Regions from separate parts of the Gossypium arboreum genome. Here region 2 is linked to region 1. Evidence: chromatin contacts called from public Hi-C data. All regions are on one chromosome and are shown on one strand. The core of a region is the stretch at or near the end of the contact, and the rest is flanking DNA. Distances in the headings are between cores, read along the strand shown.

What was found. Hi-C and Micro-C count contacts between places; a contact is called where the count stands out from the background.
Region 2: a Hi-C map of leaf shows a contact between it and region 1, with 2.5 times the contacts expected there. The contact joins the promoter of LOC108454375 here to the promoter of LOC108481922 in region 1. A contact is called at or near these places in 3 of 5 Hi-C or Micro-C datasets (all in leaf).

What each region holds. Positions count from the first base shown.
Region 1 is chr7:86,054,814-86,062,499 of ASM2569848v2, forward strand. LOC108481922 (solanesyl-diphosphate synthase 1, mitochondrial-like) reads right to left here and starts at 4,769. Exons shown (of 13, transcript XM_017785037.2): 1 at 4,393-4,769; 2 at 4,209-4,282; 3 at 4,035-4,104; 4 at 2,395-2,475; 5 at 2,205-2,276; 6 at 1,678-1,809; 7 at 1,482-1,568; 8 at 1,197-1,268; 9 at 971-1,056. The coding sequence starts at 4,479.
Region 2 is chr7:86,183,118-86,190,803 of ASM2569848v2, forward strand. It overlaps LOC108454375, which reads right to left and starts at 5,108. Exons shown (of 8, transcript XM_017752820.2): 1 at 4,610-5,108; 2 at 2,979-4,020; 3 at 1,985-2,103; 4 at 1-875. The coding sequence starts at 3,794.

The DNA of each region.
Region 1 (7,686 bases), core at 3,519-6,018:
TTACTTAAAAGTGCAATCCCAAGACTATTAATGAGTACAGCAATTATTCACCTTATTAGCCTGCCCTTGTCATGGATATGCAATCAGATGGAGACAAAGTTTAAAAAGAAAAAAAAATCACCATACATGCAATGAATCACCAAGCGTGTAAACAGGCAAGTTACTTGCAAAATACTTAATTATTTGATTGTCAAGCATTATTAGCTAGCTAACTGTGCCATATTCAAGCATTGAATCAACTGAGAGCCAGCTTAGTCGAGCTTATAATATTTAGATTATATTTGTCCTCTATACACGAAAATTGATATGCATACACAAAACACTTAAATATACTTACCTATGCATGTAGTCTCCTATTTACAATATTACAGTAACCGGAAAAGGAAACTGCATTTTTTTTTATCCCTTGAGACAGCACTAAATTGCAACAGCAGTAGCCATTTCCTATCTAAATTTGTTCCCTTCGTCAACCCCTTCTTCAAAAATAAGAAAACTATTGGACAGATTTTTATTTTCTTTTGAGCAGTTGATTGAGCAGGTTGTTTGGTAAAGGCACAAATAGCAATTATCTAGCTAGTCTTTTCTTTATACTATGTGCTCTGATTTCTTTCACAGCAAGGGTGTTCTTTTAGATATGTAGATAACTTGGATTTACAGGCCTCACATGCATACTGCTTACCCTTCGAATATTTGTTCTTACCAGAAAACATAAAGCATTAAAAATGATCAAAGGATGAAGATAACATCAAGCCTCATTACTTCCAGAAGTAGAATGATCAAATTTTACATGTATTCAACAGTATTAAATATTAAGCAGAAGGAGAAGCAACATAAAAACAATCATTATAAATACAGGGTAGAAAATGTCCTATAGGAATAAACTTTTGTCATAGGACTTTTGATGTCTATTCTCATAAAGCAAAACTGCAAGTTAGTAATGAATAAATGGGTAAACAGCAAAGTGGTATACCTAAAACGTTTATTAGAAGCAGTTGTTAGTTGCATGGTTTCACCAGTAACAAGATTCTCAACAACTGTTGCAATTAAGGTGACAACCTACATACAGTCAAAACCACAGGGAATGAATATAAATCACTCAGATAGATATTTAGAAAGCAAAGGACAGGTGTTAGTCAATCTATCATCTCCTAACTCACCCACAAACATCCACGATATCAAAAAGGGGTTAAAAATACCTCTGTATTTTTTAAAGAAGCAAGGGTCAGACAAGCTCGAGAAAGCAGGAAATCTCCTGCTAAAACAGCCAACTGCATTACAAACAGAAACTTTTAGAAAATAAAAATTGGTTTCAATCCTCTATTAACTTTTCTTCAGCCAGGTTGAATATCCATAAACAGCTCGATTAGCAAAAAGTAAGAACTACTTTTGCTAGGAGAAGCTTAATATAAAAGGAGTCCTAAAACAACAATGAGAACTTGTTGCAGAACCTTCTTTCAAGGGAACAAGAAAAATATTGGCACCTTGTTGCCCATTACAGCATTTAGTGAACCAACACCACGTCTTGTGTCTGCATCATCCAAGACATCGTCATGAAGGAGGCTTGCCACCTGATCCAAGGGCATGGCCAAGTTAATCTAGAAGAAACTATGAAGAAGTTACTTGACATCCAAGTAACTGCAGAGGTAAAATTGAAAGCAAAGGGGACATAAACATTACATGGATCATCTCTGTGATCTCAGCTATACGCTGCTGTCTTGTACGCAAATCAATTGTTAAGGTATCTCCAAATCCAGGAGGAGATAGTTCAGGGATATGCACATCCAAAGCTGTCGCCATTAAAAGTAAAACCTGCATGGAACAACTAAAATAGCCATTTGGAAACTAACCCTAATCTGAAATATAAGATGAATGGTTTTAGAATCACGAGCAGTGCTTTCCAAGTAAAAACACACCTATAAAATAAGCCTAAGAACTTAAAACAGAAAAACAGAAATAACCAAGTGGAAGGGTTTTCTTTTTTCTTTTTCTTTTTTTTGCTACAGTTGCACATCTAAATTGGGCTATGTTATTTATCTTGTGTGCATAAGACAAGTCCCAAAAAGCAAGGGTGTGATCAAAGGACTGGTTTTCATGGGAAGGACCTTAGGTTACTATTATCTAATTCATGACACCCAAAAACTATCTACAATCGAAGAAGAAAAGACAAACTTTTGGAATTAGCCTTGAGCAACTACTGTTATTACCGTGGGACGAAACCTCTTTCCTTCAGCCCCAATTTTGAAGAAGTACTCCGCAGCTGAAGCAAGATTAGGAACCTGTAGGAAATGGATACAGCAATTATCACAAGAGAGAAAGATCTTAACCTTTTTACACCAGAAAAAATAAAAACTAGTAAAACTCAGTTAAAAGACCTGAGAAAGGACAGTTACATACTTCAGCAGCTACCATTGACCGCAGTCTGGTAGCAATAAGTGATAGCTCATTGGCAACAAGGGAAAATGGGTCAACTCGTTCCTGAAAAACGTCCCACTATCTCAATAGAGTGGTAAATGAAAAATAGATAGAAAGGGGAATTAACAAAGTAGTTTTTCCAGGACATTTTTAAAAAGTGTAACAGCTTTTGTGCAACAACAATTAAAAATAAGAGACAGATCAAAGGAGTATGCGATGACATAAAACATTTTTCTTCAACTGTTTGTTTCTGAATCAAAGTATGAATGACCTAGGACATACATTCTAGAATGCTTCATAACTTAAGATCTTATATGTGTTTTATTTTCTTTGAATAGTAAACACTCTATGTGTTGATGCATTTCTTCAGCCTAAACAGCATTGGATGCTGATGGGAGTATTAAATTTGAAAATTAACAAAACCATCTAGGTTAGAAGAAGCAGTAATCACAATTACAACCATGATCGAACACCTGGTCAGACTTCCATATTTGCTATTGTGCAATCTCCCAAAGACAAGAAATTCACGTTAACAAATGAGAGGACCTTGAGGCCACCACAGGCAATTTTCCTCTATCTGCCATAACCCAAGTCTGTAACATAGGAGCCATATAAGCCCGAAGTTTTAACTATTGTAAGAAACATCAATTTCTCATCTTAGGAAAACCCTACCTCTCATTTTAAAATCAACTATAGCCCCTTTTTGTTTATTCTTCCAAAATAAGAAAAAAGAAAGTGTTCAACCTGGGACATTTTGTGACACTTCCAGACTTAATCCAAATTTCAAGAGACACCGACAACATAAATTTCTCAAGGGTTAATGCACTATTTGAGGCCTGAACTTGGCATTGTTCATTGTGGCTTGAATACTTTTTTTCCAAGTTAGTCCCTAAACTTGGCAATTGTTCCTACATTGGGGCCTAAACTTTTTTTCGGTCCAACTTTTTTATAAGAAATATCATGGACTAACTTGGACCCAAAAAAAGTTCAGGGACTAACTTGGAAAAAAATGTTTAAGCCCCAATGTGAGAGCAATTACCAAGTTAAGGGACTAACTTGGAAAAAACAAGTTCAAGCCCCAATGAGGGAATAATTGCCAAGTTAAGTGCATTGACCCATTTCTTAAAGCTGTTTTACTATGATACAGAAATAGCAAAATAACCATCAGACAATCTGACATAATAACCATTGGTGAAATTGAAATACTATATAACAGTAACCCCCCCCCCTTCATAACCAGAAAAAGAATGAACAAGGTGGAAAAGCTGATAACGGTACACTATCTAGATATAGAACAGACCCACCTATGGTTTCCATTTACAATTAAGGTAATTCATGCAATTCCCCTGTTTATTACACAGATAATGCCAGATTATAGATAGTTTAATTGTAAACTTTAGTTGGAAATTGAAACCAGAAGTTATTCGCCCCTCACTCTGTCTCTTCTCTTTTCTCTATTTTCACTGTCTTTATATAATCACTGCTTTCATATGATACATCAGAAAGACCACTGGACGCCCGAAGAATCTTATTGAAATATCATATGGAAAAACATAACAACTTCGAATGACATTAATAATTACTAGCAGCAGTAACTTCCATTGATCTTTCAATATTCTTACCTGTGGTTCCATGACTGCCACGCTGGAATCCGTATCATTACCGATAACATCATTTAGAGCAGCTTTTGAGCTGAGCAAACAAACAGCATCCACTAGTTAAAACAAATCAATTTAAACCCTATTCAAAGAAATTAAAAAGCCAAAAGAAAAAGAAAAAGATGGAACCCATTGGACCTGAAAGGTCTGCAAAAACCTGCCCACTTAATCCCTGCTGCTGGTGTCTTACTATTGCTTCTAGTCATCAGTTGCTTATATAAGCAATTGAAAAGAAAAAAAAAACATCAATTTAGGAAATACGAACCAATCAAATGAACCACGAAAGAAAACAAAATAAAAGAGAAAGTCATTGAAAACTTACGCATCTAAAGGCGGAGAGAGGTTCTGCAGCTGCGGCGGCGGAAGCCGTGCGGTATCTTAACAAATGAAGAAGAGCAGCCCTCGCCATATCAGTGAAAGGGTCGGCGTTAGTCTAGGGTTTTTGTGATTGGAAGCAATTAAACAAAGATCTGCAAATTGTATTTCCAAAGGTTTCGGGTCGGCGGCTTTAACTTCCTTTGATTCAAACGGTAATTTGTTCTGTTTGACTCTATTTTCAGGGAAATATACCTTTTTGGTACTTAGCTTAATGTTGATTTTTGATTCCTATGTTTGGTTTCCATCACATAAAATGGTTCTTGAAATGTATGGTTTTGATTACATAAAATAGTTCATGAGATAAATGTGATTGACTTTTAACAATATACTTGCCATTAAATATTTTGGGAATTTAAATGTTTCGTAAATTGACTTGTACTACATTTTCAATCTATCAAATATTTGACAGAATATTAACTATTTACTCATAATTATTTTTATATTGTTCGATGAATATTCGGTTAGTTAGTAATATAGTTTTCGTTAGAGATGTTTATGGGTTGAGTTGATATCAAGTATAATATTAGTTTACTTTATGTTTGTCTAAGCTTAATTCAACCTCAAATATGAATTTAAAATTTTGTCTAAGTCCGTTCAGATTTGTAAAAGATTTATTTAAGCCTATTTTAAGTCTGTCTATATTATTTTAATTTAATATTTAATAATTTTATATATTTTTATTTATTAATTTTTATATAATCATCTTAACATTATTTTAATTCTTACATTAGAGTAATATTATCTATTTAGTATAAATTTATTTCTTTACGTGTCATAAATTACATAATAAAAACTATTATAAACTCAAAAATACATTGGGCTAGGCTCGAGCCTTAAATGTTCAAGCTCAAGTTCAACTAAAATTTTAAACGAGCTTAGTTTTTTTGCCCAAGCCCATTTTTCGGTCTAATATTTATGCCTAGACTCTACCAAATTTTGGACAGGCCTGAGTAGGTAGCTTCAAACCCACGAACAGGTCTAATTTTCATTAAATAAAATGGTTCCCGAGACAAATGAGATTAAAATTTTCATGTTGTTTAATGAACATTTGGTTTGTGGAATAAATGGTATAGTTTCCATTAAAAAATGATTTCGAGACAAATGATATTAGAATTTTTCTTGTTGTTTAATAAATATTTGATAGGTGATGATGGTAAAAAATTTAAAATTTATCACAAAAAATTAAAAATCTAAAATATTGTGGATGAAAATTATATATTTTATTTTTATAAAAAATTACATGGTCCAATGAATATTTTCATGCTTTTGATTTTTTTATAAGATTATAAAAGTTTTGATTCCTAAGACCATTTTTATAAAGTTTTTTTATAAAATTATAATTTTTAAAACATTATAAAATTATTTTCTTAACTTTTAGATTTTTATGAAACGTTACAAAAATATTTTTATTTTTTCTACTTTTATAAAAATCATCTTCAAGTGTTAAATATTAAAATTTTCACGTCTCAAATATTTATTGAGCATCATGAAAAAGTTAACATCATTTGTTCAATATATTATGACAACTATATGGGTACATGAGGTAGTTCAACAAGTTTAAAAAACCCCACTACACTTAGATATTATTTAAGTTTGATCATGCTCTTCATCCGGCATCAACTAATTTATGTTTTCTTAAAATTTTTAAAATTTTTCTTATTGACACGTTTGTGAAAATTTTATGAATTTTTTATAAAAAAGTTGTTGGAAACTTTGATTGCCTTGTTCGAACAATAGTTAAAACAAGTTGTTTTGAGTAATTAAAGTTTTTGGTGGTGACATATTTGACTTTTAATGCCTTTTGTTTTAATATTAGTTAATAGCAAATGATAAAGGAATTTCATGGTAAATTAGAATATAATCATTATCCATTCGATTAGTCTTGAAGAGGAATGAGAGCAGTTTGAACTTTTGTGGATACGCATATTTATCCTTATCTTTAAGAGTGTTTGAAGCTAAGGAGCTTATTTATGAAGACTTTTATATGATAAATACTCAAGATATTTTAAAGGAGAGTTTAAAGCTTATTAAAACACTACTGGATGATCAATTGAAGAGGCCTATAAATAGGCAGCAAGTTGGTGACCTTAATGTGCAAAGATTTGGAGTTCCTTAGTTGTCAACTTTGTTGTGTCTTTCTTGTGGTTATATTTAACTCTCTTTTAGGCATTCTTTGAAGAGTTTACTTTGGTTGTAAGTGAGGTATTTTGGAGAGTGGTTTGTAACTATTTGGGTTTGACTTTGTCATTGCAGATATTTGTGTGTGTAAAGGTTAGTTTGAGCTTTAACCAATAGTTGTTCCGAACAAATTGTTAAATAAAATCATTCCCTAGTCGAGGCTCCGTAGAGTAGGATTAGTGAATCCGAACTGCGTTAACAAATATTACATGTTATTTCTCTCATTACTTTGCATCTTATTCTACTTGCTAAAATTTTGTTTTGTCCCATTCTTTGTTAGAACAAAATTGTTTTGCAGCCAACCAAGTGATCAGTTTGAATAATATTTGAAACGAAGTGCAAATCAAAGGCTTGTTCAATTGGTATCAAAGCAAACTTTAAATGCACTTTAAAGAGATCCTAAGCTATGGTTTCGATAATTAAGTCTAGGAGGAAAGGTAATTCTATCTTACATCCACCTTTGGTGATTAAGGCATCAAACTTAGACTACAACAATGATGTTCCTTTCAACAACCAAGAGGAAGCGTTCAACTAAATGTTGAAGAATGTGGAAATGTTGTGCCAATTAAAGGAGTCCTTGAGGGAAGAAGTTACTATTCTCAAAGGAGAAAAATAAAGGGTTGAATCTATAATCAAAGAAAAAGATGATATTATCGTCAATCTTAAGAAAGCTAACACAATGCTTGATGAAACTATCAAAGAAAATGATGAGTTGATTGCTAAAACATATACTACTTTGAAAGAAAATGAGTAAGAGTTAAAATGATACCAAAGCCATTCTGAAAAGATATGAAAGGCAAAATGAAGATATCTTAGTTGTTGGGAGATCCGAACCTAGTTGTAACAAACTTGGTAAGAAACATATATCTTCTACAAATTTTATTAGATCTAATAAGATGGTTGCTACTTTTTCCTACTATTGTGGAAAGACTGAACATATTAGATCTCATTATTACAAGTTGATGAATGATCAAAGAAGAAGAAGTACAAGGAACAATCAATCTAAGTTGCAACATTTAATGGAACAACACCTAGACAACATCATATATGTAATAAGGAG
Region 2 (7,686 bases), core at 3,858-6,357, 130 kb after region 1:
GTAAGTTGTCATCATCAGGAAGATAAAATGTGTCTGTTCTTCCAATGGTGGCAGCTTGTAGATTGTAAGACCCTTCAAACCAATTTTGTCTAGTGTCGTGCAAGCCACCATCCTCACGTTGTGCATCAGGAGCTTCTTGCATATCATCATAACCTCCATTTTCACTCTCACCGTCCTCATGATTCATGTCAGAGGCTTCTTCATTACGACCATCCATCAACTCGTTATGGTCCACACTAGCTTCCTGCCAGTCTGCATCCTCAGTTTCCTGATCCTCTTCCTGCCATTGTTCAGCTTGAGAAGCAGGTTCTTGGCCATCAATATGATCAACAGGAACCCTTTCTACATTTTGTACAATATTCGTTAACCAAGAGGTCCTACTTCTCTCACCATCTTGGAAAGAACGTTCATAAGATACTTCACCAGATTCTTGTAGACAACTTTGTCCTCCAGCTTCATTCTGCAAAGTTTCAAGGGACGACTCATCAGCAAGACTTTCTTCCCTGGGCCCATCAAAGACTTGTCCAATATCATATCTGCTTTCATTAGACTCAACACTGGCCGACCCCTGCCAGATACTGAATACACTCTCAAAAACTTGTTCCTGCTGATCTTCTAAACAAGCAGAAGTTGCTTGCTGACTTACTTCAGTTTCAACCTCTAAATCAGCTGTACCAATCACACACCTCCCATTATCAGTTTCCTCATTCTCATATTCAGATCGGTCATTTAATCCATCTATTGCATCATGTGTATTATTTACTCGGTTTTCTTCACTTCTATTCCCATCACTGTCAGCGTTAGATGGTCTATCTGAACGATTACTGCTAGCAGGACCAGAACACGAATTATCCAGTCGGGATAAAAAACCTTCCCTGATACATAGGTGCGGTTTGCAAAATGTTACAACCAAAAGGTGAAAATGGCATAATGTAAATAAAACAGACAAGACTAGAAAGTTATTAACTAATTCAGTTGTGATCATCCTTTATGAATTTCCTATAATTGAGTGTCCAAAAAATGTCCTCTATTCAAGCTATTTCAAAGAGGGGGTGGGGGCTGTGACAAGCAAAATTTTCTAATTTATCAAACCTAACCTTTCATTGGCAGAAGATCCTCAATATTAGTAGCCACGGCTGATAATAACTAGAAGGCCAATACTAAGTCTAACAATCAATAAAATGATTTGGAAAAAACACCTATAAAAGTCCAATCTACAATTCAACCCTGTACAGATAAAATGTGCAACATCACTCTACTCAGAATAATACTTGAACCAAATGAAGTATGTTAGTATCGTATACACCCAGAAATAAGGAGACTTGCCCTATGGCCTCTGAAGTCTAGGACACAAGATGAATTACAAAATGAGTGTGTAAAAGGTCCTACATAGGCCAGCCAACCAACCAAAATGTCTAAATTTGCAGTGTCAAGATCTGGTCCAGTGTTTCTAGCTGGGGTGCCCTGAAAGCTGAAACAATGATCTCCAGGCATCAATCAAGCAACCATAACAACGTATCATATGTCACTAAACCTCTTCATCTGATAACCTTAATAATAGACTGAACTGTGAAGACACGTCCAAAGTGGCATTAACATTCCCAAACTCTTTCATGGATAATATCACTAATTTCCGCAACTTCAATGTTACCAAACAGTTCCTTTCTGCAGACCAGAATCTTGGTGAGTTATTTGAGTTAAATCATTGGGACATTATTTTTAAGCTTCCACTGACAAATTAAATTACAGATCTAAATCCCTTGTTTCAATTTTTGAAGCATCGAATGCGGAACTGAATGCATTCAATTTACTAAACAGTACAAGTTCCCTTTGCTTAAAGTTTTTCACGAATTAGGTCCAATATTATTAAAGATGTTTACATGAAAATAGTGGAATTCTCTCAGAATATATCATAAGATGAACTTTGTAGAATAAAATATATACACACGCACATTGCTATTATATAAATAGAAGAAATAAGTACCTTAGACCAGATACAGTCTGTTTTTGTCTTAATAAGCCCAATTCACTGGCTGCAATAGAAATAGATCTGTCACCTTCAACCATTCTGTCATTTCTCAAGAATCTACCCCTTAATAAAGACTGAAAAAAGAAAAAAAGAAAAAGGGAAGATAACTGAGAAAATTTAATGCCAGTAAAACCAGTCCGCATCTAGAAATGTAACCATCAAGATGGTAGAACACTCAAAAAAGTTAATAGTTTATACTAGGAAAGCTTTAAGCCAGATACCAATGCCAAGCTAAGCTAAGCTAAACTACTGTTGCCTTCAAACAAATGAAACATATAGAAGAACCATAAACCTTTTTAAAATTTCTAACGACCTTTTTAGCAGCCAATGACAGCATTCAATAGTTAGCCTAATTGCTCTAATTTCCAGAACAGGTTACAAGCTAAAAACAGTAACATCAAGAATAATAAGAAGATAAAGAGGCAAAGTAGTTGGAACAGGCATGCTACCATATCATAATTAGACAAAATCAGAAGTTGTCTCTTAGTTCAAAGTAATAGTATTCTTTTTTTTTTTTTTCATTCAACATCTGCCCTAGTTAGTATTATGTTATACAGACTCTCTCTTTCCTACGCATGTAATTGCAAAGAAGTTATTTAAAGAATTTTAACAGGAAAGATATAAATCCATAATTACACATCTAATACTCTTTTTAGGGTATGTATTACACGTAAAGGTTGAGTTAAGCCACTGATATAATTGAGGCAATCAACAGTCTCATAGCATATACATTGTTCCTTCGTTCTTGAGAAAAGTTTAATAGCTCAAAATTATGCAAATTACAAATCAACTACAGATGACAATTTATAAAGACTAACTACCAAATTATCATCTAACATAAATAAAGTTTTCTTTTTGTTTGAAATTTTGGAAGAACGTACACAAAAAATGTGAAAAATTAAAGACAACCACGACAAATGAAAAATAGTTCAGCATTTAATGCATCTACCTGAATTCGGTTGCGATGGGCAAAATTTGATACAGCCCGATGCTCCAACAACCTCTGAAGTTCTGTTTGCCTCTCTCTCTCAGCTTTTTTAAGCATATCAAGCAGGGCCTGTCGGCCACATAATTTTCGAATGCCCCTATGCACATGCTCGGTCCGGCCTGCATTCTGGTTAACCACCAAACCATCAAGAAGTCGTTCTATTTGACCACCAGCATCAGCAGCTTGCTCTTCTCTACTGTCCGTAAGAGAACCTCTCTGCTGGCTATTCATTTGCACCCACTCCCTTATAATTCTGACTCTCTCCTGCTCAGTTTCACCCAGCCACTGGGCCCTTGAACTATTGTTTCTACCTGAAACATTTGAAGTACATCCCCTTCCACCACTGTTCATCCACTCCTGAAATATTTGTCTTACCCTTTCCCTTTCAACTTCCCCCAAATCAGATGAATGTTCACAATCAAAATTACTTGAATCCTCACTCCCATTCTGCAATCCAAATCGATCTGGTAACCATTGTACAAACTCATTCTCACTCACACTCACACTCACATCCTCTGAAACACCACTATGTTCACTACGTCGACTATCAGAAAGATCAGTCATGGGAAGGTCATTACTCCTCTGTTGGAGCATTCTTTCATTGGTTCTCTCTTGTGCATGACTCACCACATGCTCATCCTCAAACTCCCGCCACATCTGCAGGAGTGAGGATGGCCGGGTACTACCATTTCCCCGCCTTCTTGATGCTTGAGACTGAGACTCCCTTAGGAAAGAATTTTCAAGCACAGAAACGTTGTGTAGACCAGCAATAGCCATATTACTCTGAAATCTAAACTATCAAACCCTTTCAACCCATCTGCTTCAAATGCAAAACTGTGCTTACCAAAAAAAAGAAAACCATATAGCAGTCAATCCCCTTTCAGAAAATCAATCAACACCTAAAACTAGTAAATCTCTTCATCATCCTCATTTATCAGCATCAGCACTGCCAATACTGTCACCATCATCATCACTATCAATCTTCAGAGCATACAAACAGGGGCTGTAATAAAACACGTATGAGATCTCCAATCAAAAACTCTGCAGCAATGACTAAGGACTTCAGTGTTTTCTTAATTTATTTTCATAAATAAAATAAACAAATTGTAGCACTCTCGAAATTAAATTTCCAGAATGTCTTGTTTTACGTTTGACAAAAAATGAGGAAGAAATTTAGAAGTAAAAACAAATCTAGAAACTAATTAAAACAACCTCCACCAAACACACCTAAAAACAGTTATCCAAATTGATTTATCAGAATTATTCCCTTGTTTGGCTGCCGAGAAAATATAGAAGGATAACACAAAATAATACAAATCTCAATTCTTAAAGTCTCTCGCGAAAATATCCAAAATTTTGAAGGAAAAAAAAAACTGAAACAGCCTTTTTTAATTCTTATAAACTAAAATGAAATGTTCTCTTCTTCTCCTCACATTTCTCACCAATCAAACGAGAGAAAGCTTACCAACACTACCAAATCCGCATTCAAAAAATATGTATTAAAAAAAAACCAACAACAACAACAACAACAAAAAACAAGGAAAATCTCAGTTTAAAGAGCAACGAATTGAAGGAAAGAAATAAAAACGTACCTAAGAGGCCTCAGCTGTTTGATTTGGAAGCAAAGGAAAGGAAACCTAAAGGGAGAGGAAATTTGTGAAGAGAAAGAACTGAATTGAAGAAGAGAGTGGGAGAAGAACAGATTTTATGAATAATAAATGAAAAACAGGGGACACGTCATTTTTTAATTTATTAGTATTTAATTCTTTTTATTGTTTTTAACTTTTTTACGGTTGATGTGTTGTGGGGGTGCCGATTAAATCTAGCCGTAACACCAACGTCTTAGAATCGGGGAACAAAAAACCAATAAGAGCTTGACGCATGGATCAGTCCTTTTCACCCGCGTTTAACTGTTAAACTACCCAAATCTTGGATTTAACGGGAAGTGCAGAAAACGCAGCCGCCGCGTGCTTTCGCGATTTGGAATTCTGCCTTCCTTTTCACTTGTTGAGTTGAAATTTCAAAATAAAGGGTGTTGAAGGGCGATGACGGAATTTAAATTGTTGTGGCGTTAACGGCAATTCGTAAAACGTACTAAAATGTTTGATTTTAATAATTTCCTAATTATGATACTCAATATTTAAGAAAACCGAATCGAAATGGTGATTTCTTATTTTATTCAATTAACTGAATTGGTTAGAATAATCAATTATTTAGATTTTTATTTTAATTAATTTGTAAATATGCAATTATTACAACTTTTATTAAATTATAATTATTTTAAATATATAATTATCACGACTTTTATTTTATTTTAATTTTTAAATTAATAATTTTAAATTAAATATTATAATTATTTTTAAATGTGAATTTAGTAATATGATTAAAAATAAAAGATATTTTTGTAAGTTTAAAAATTTTCCAAACTCGTATTTTATACTAATTATAGATTATAGAAAATTACTTTCATTATTTAATTTAAATATATTTTTAGAGGTTACAAATTTAATTTTCATCATTTATAAAAATATTTTTGAAATAATTATTGTTTTCGTTTATTTACGTAGAACTAGACTACGAAAATCTTAGATTTTAGATTAAAAAGTATGATTGGTAATTCATTTTCATGCATTTTAAGGAAATTTATGTTTTAAATTGTAATAAGGACAATACATTATAAATACAAGTTCAAGTAGAATCAAACTATTATAAAATGGATTGGTAATTCATTTTCATGCAATTTTAAGGAAATTTATGTTTTTAATTGTAACAAGCATTAAATTATTATAAAATGGATTGTTCGAGTAACCATCCAGTAGAATCAAACTATTACAATACAATCAAACTAAAAACTAATACAATTCAAAAATTATTACAACATAAATGGACTAAAAATTTATACAATTCAAACTAAAGCTAACAAGTTATGATTAATTAAACTAAACATAACTATATATGATAAGTCTCGAACTTAAAAACGTAAAATCTAAATCTTCCACTTAAGCGGGAATTTCTTGCTTCTATATCAACATGAAGATATTTGGATTAATTCCTTGCCTTATATTTTTCTTGCTTGTATATCAACAAGATATTTTCGTTGTAACATTTTTCTTTTTTCCACCCATTTCTCATATGCAAATTACCATACAAATTAGTATTTGATAAATATAACAATTGTTACTAATTTTAATAACTAATTGATAAAAGTTTTCTTCTTCTTACCAAATTAAGGGATCACAAATAACTTTATCCAATTTCTTTATTTTGATAAAACAATATTTAGTTCCTTTTTTTTAGTCTCTAATTTTTTCTAGTCCACATTAGTTTTGAAAATTGGAAATTTTTTTCAATTTAGTATCAAATTCGGATTATGTTAATGTATAATAACGCGACACTTTAAAATTGTGCTATGTCATAATTTAAAATTTTGAAAAAGAATGTATACATAATACAAATACAAAATAATATTAAAAATTTTGTAAGAGAATATGTGCCACATCACCATACATTAACATAATCTAAGTTTAGGGACTAAGATAGAAAAAGTTACCAAATTCAAGGATTAAATATTACTTTATCCAGGGGTGAAGCTAGAAAAATTTTTAGGGGGGCTGGATGAAATTTTTTATTTTTTATAGTTTATATCTTTATGATTTGTAAAGGATTAAATCGAATTTTTATAATTTTAGGGGGCCAAGGTGCAATTTTAGTTTTACTAATTTAAAATTTTTAAAAAAATTTAAAGGCCTAAATAGTAATTTTACATTTTAGGGAGTCGGGGCCCATGCCAGCCCCTCTGACTTTATCCATTTATTCAATTATCCCTCTCTATAAGAGACCCTCGTTATAACATCATTTTGCTACAATAGCCAAGTTTCTAGTAGAACCAATTTTTATGTTTTATTTTAACTTTCTCTAACAAATTTTTCGCTTATAATAGCAGCAGATTTAGTTATGAAATACATTAGTAGCAGATATAGTTATGAAATACATTTTTGTTAAATTAGTTCTCTATAACTTCATATTGTCATAAATTTTATTTAAAATTTTAGGCATTTCATATAGGTAAGCCAATTATCTTAATTAAAATATTTGCTCAATAAAATGTTTAAATTTCACATGAAAAAATCTATTAATCATATTTTATTAAATGAAAATAATTTTCAAGGATTGCAATTAAAGATATTAATTTAATAAACTATTAAGTTAATTAAATATTCTACTATGAATTGAACATTATAATCTTATAAATTTATTACTTGAATTTAATAACTTGTAATTTAATTTGATAACTCATCTTGATTAATTGAACTTGTTAGATTTATGATTTTTATAATCATGTGAAAATGTAAAATAAATTATCCATAAAAGTAATAATGTATGAACCTACAATACATCTTTAAATTTTGTTAATTTGATTCCCTCTTTCTTTTTTTGAACATTGTTCTCACTTTCTTTATTTGGAAAAAGTTACAATATAAATTTTATTATAGGTTTACAATAATTATCTCCTATAACATTATGTTGTTATATGTGTATAACAACTAACTCTATATAACAAGTAAAATCTTGGAACAAATAAAATTATTATAGACGAGTTGAATATATATATATATATCACTTTTATCCATTATAATTAATAATAAAATATTAATTTAACCAACAATGA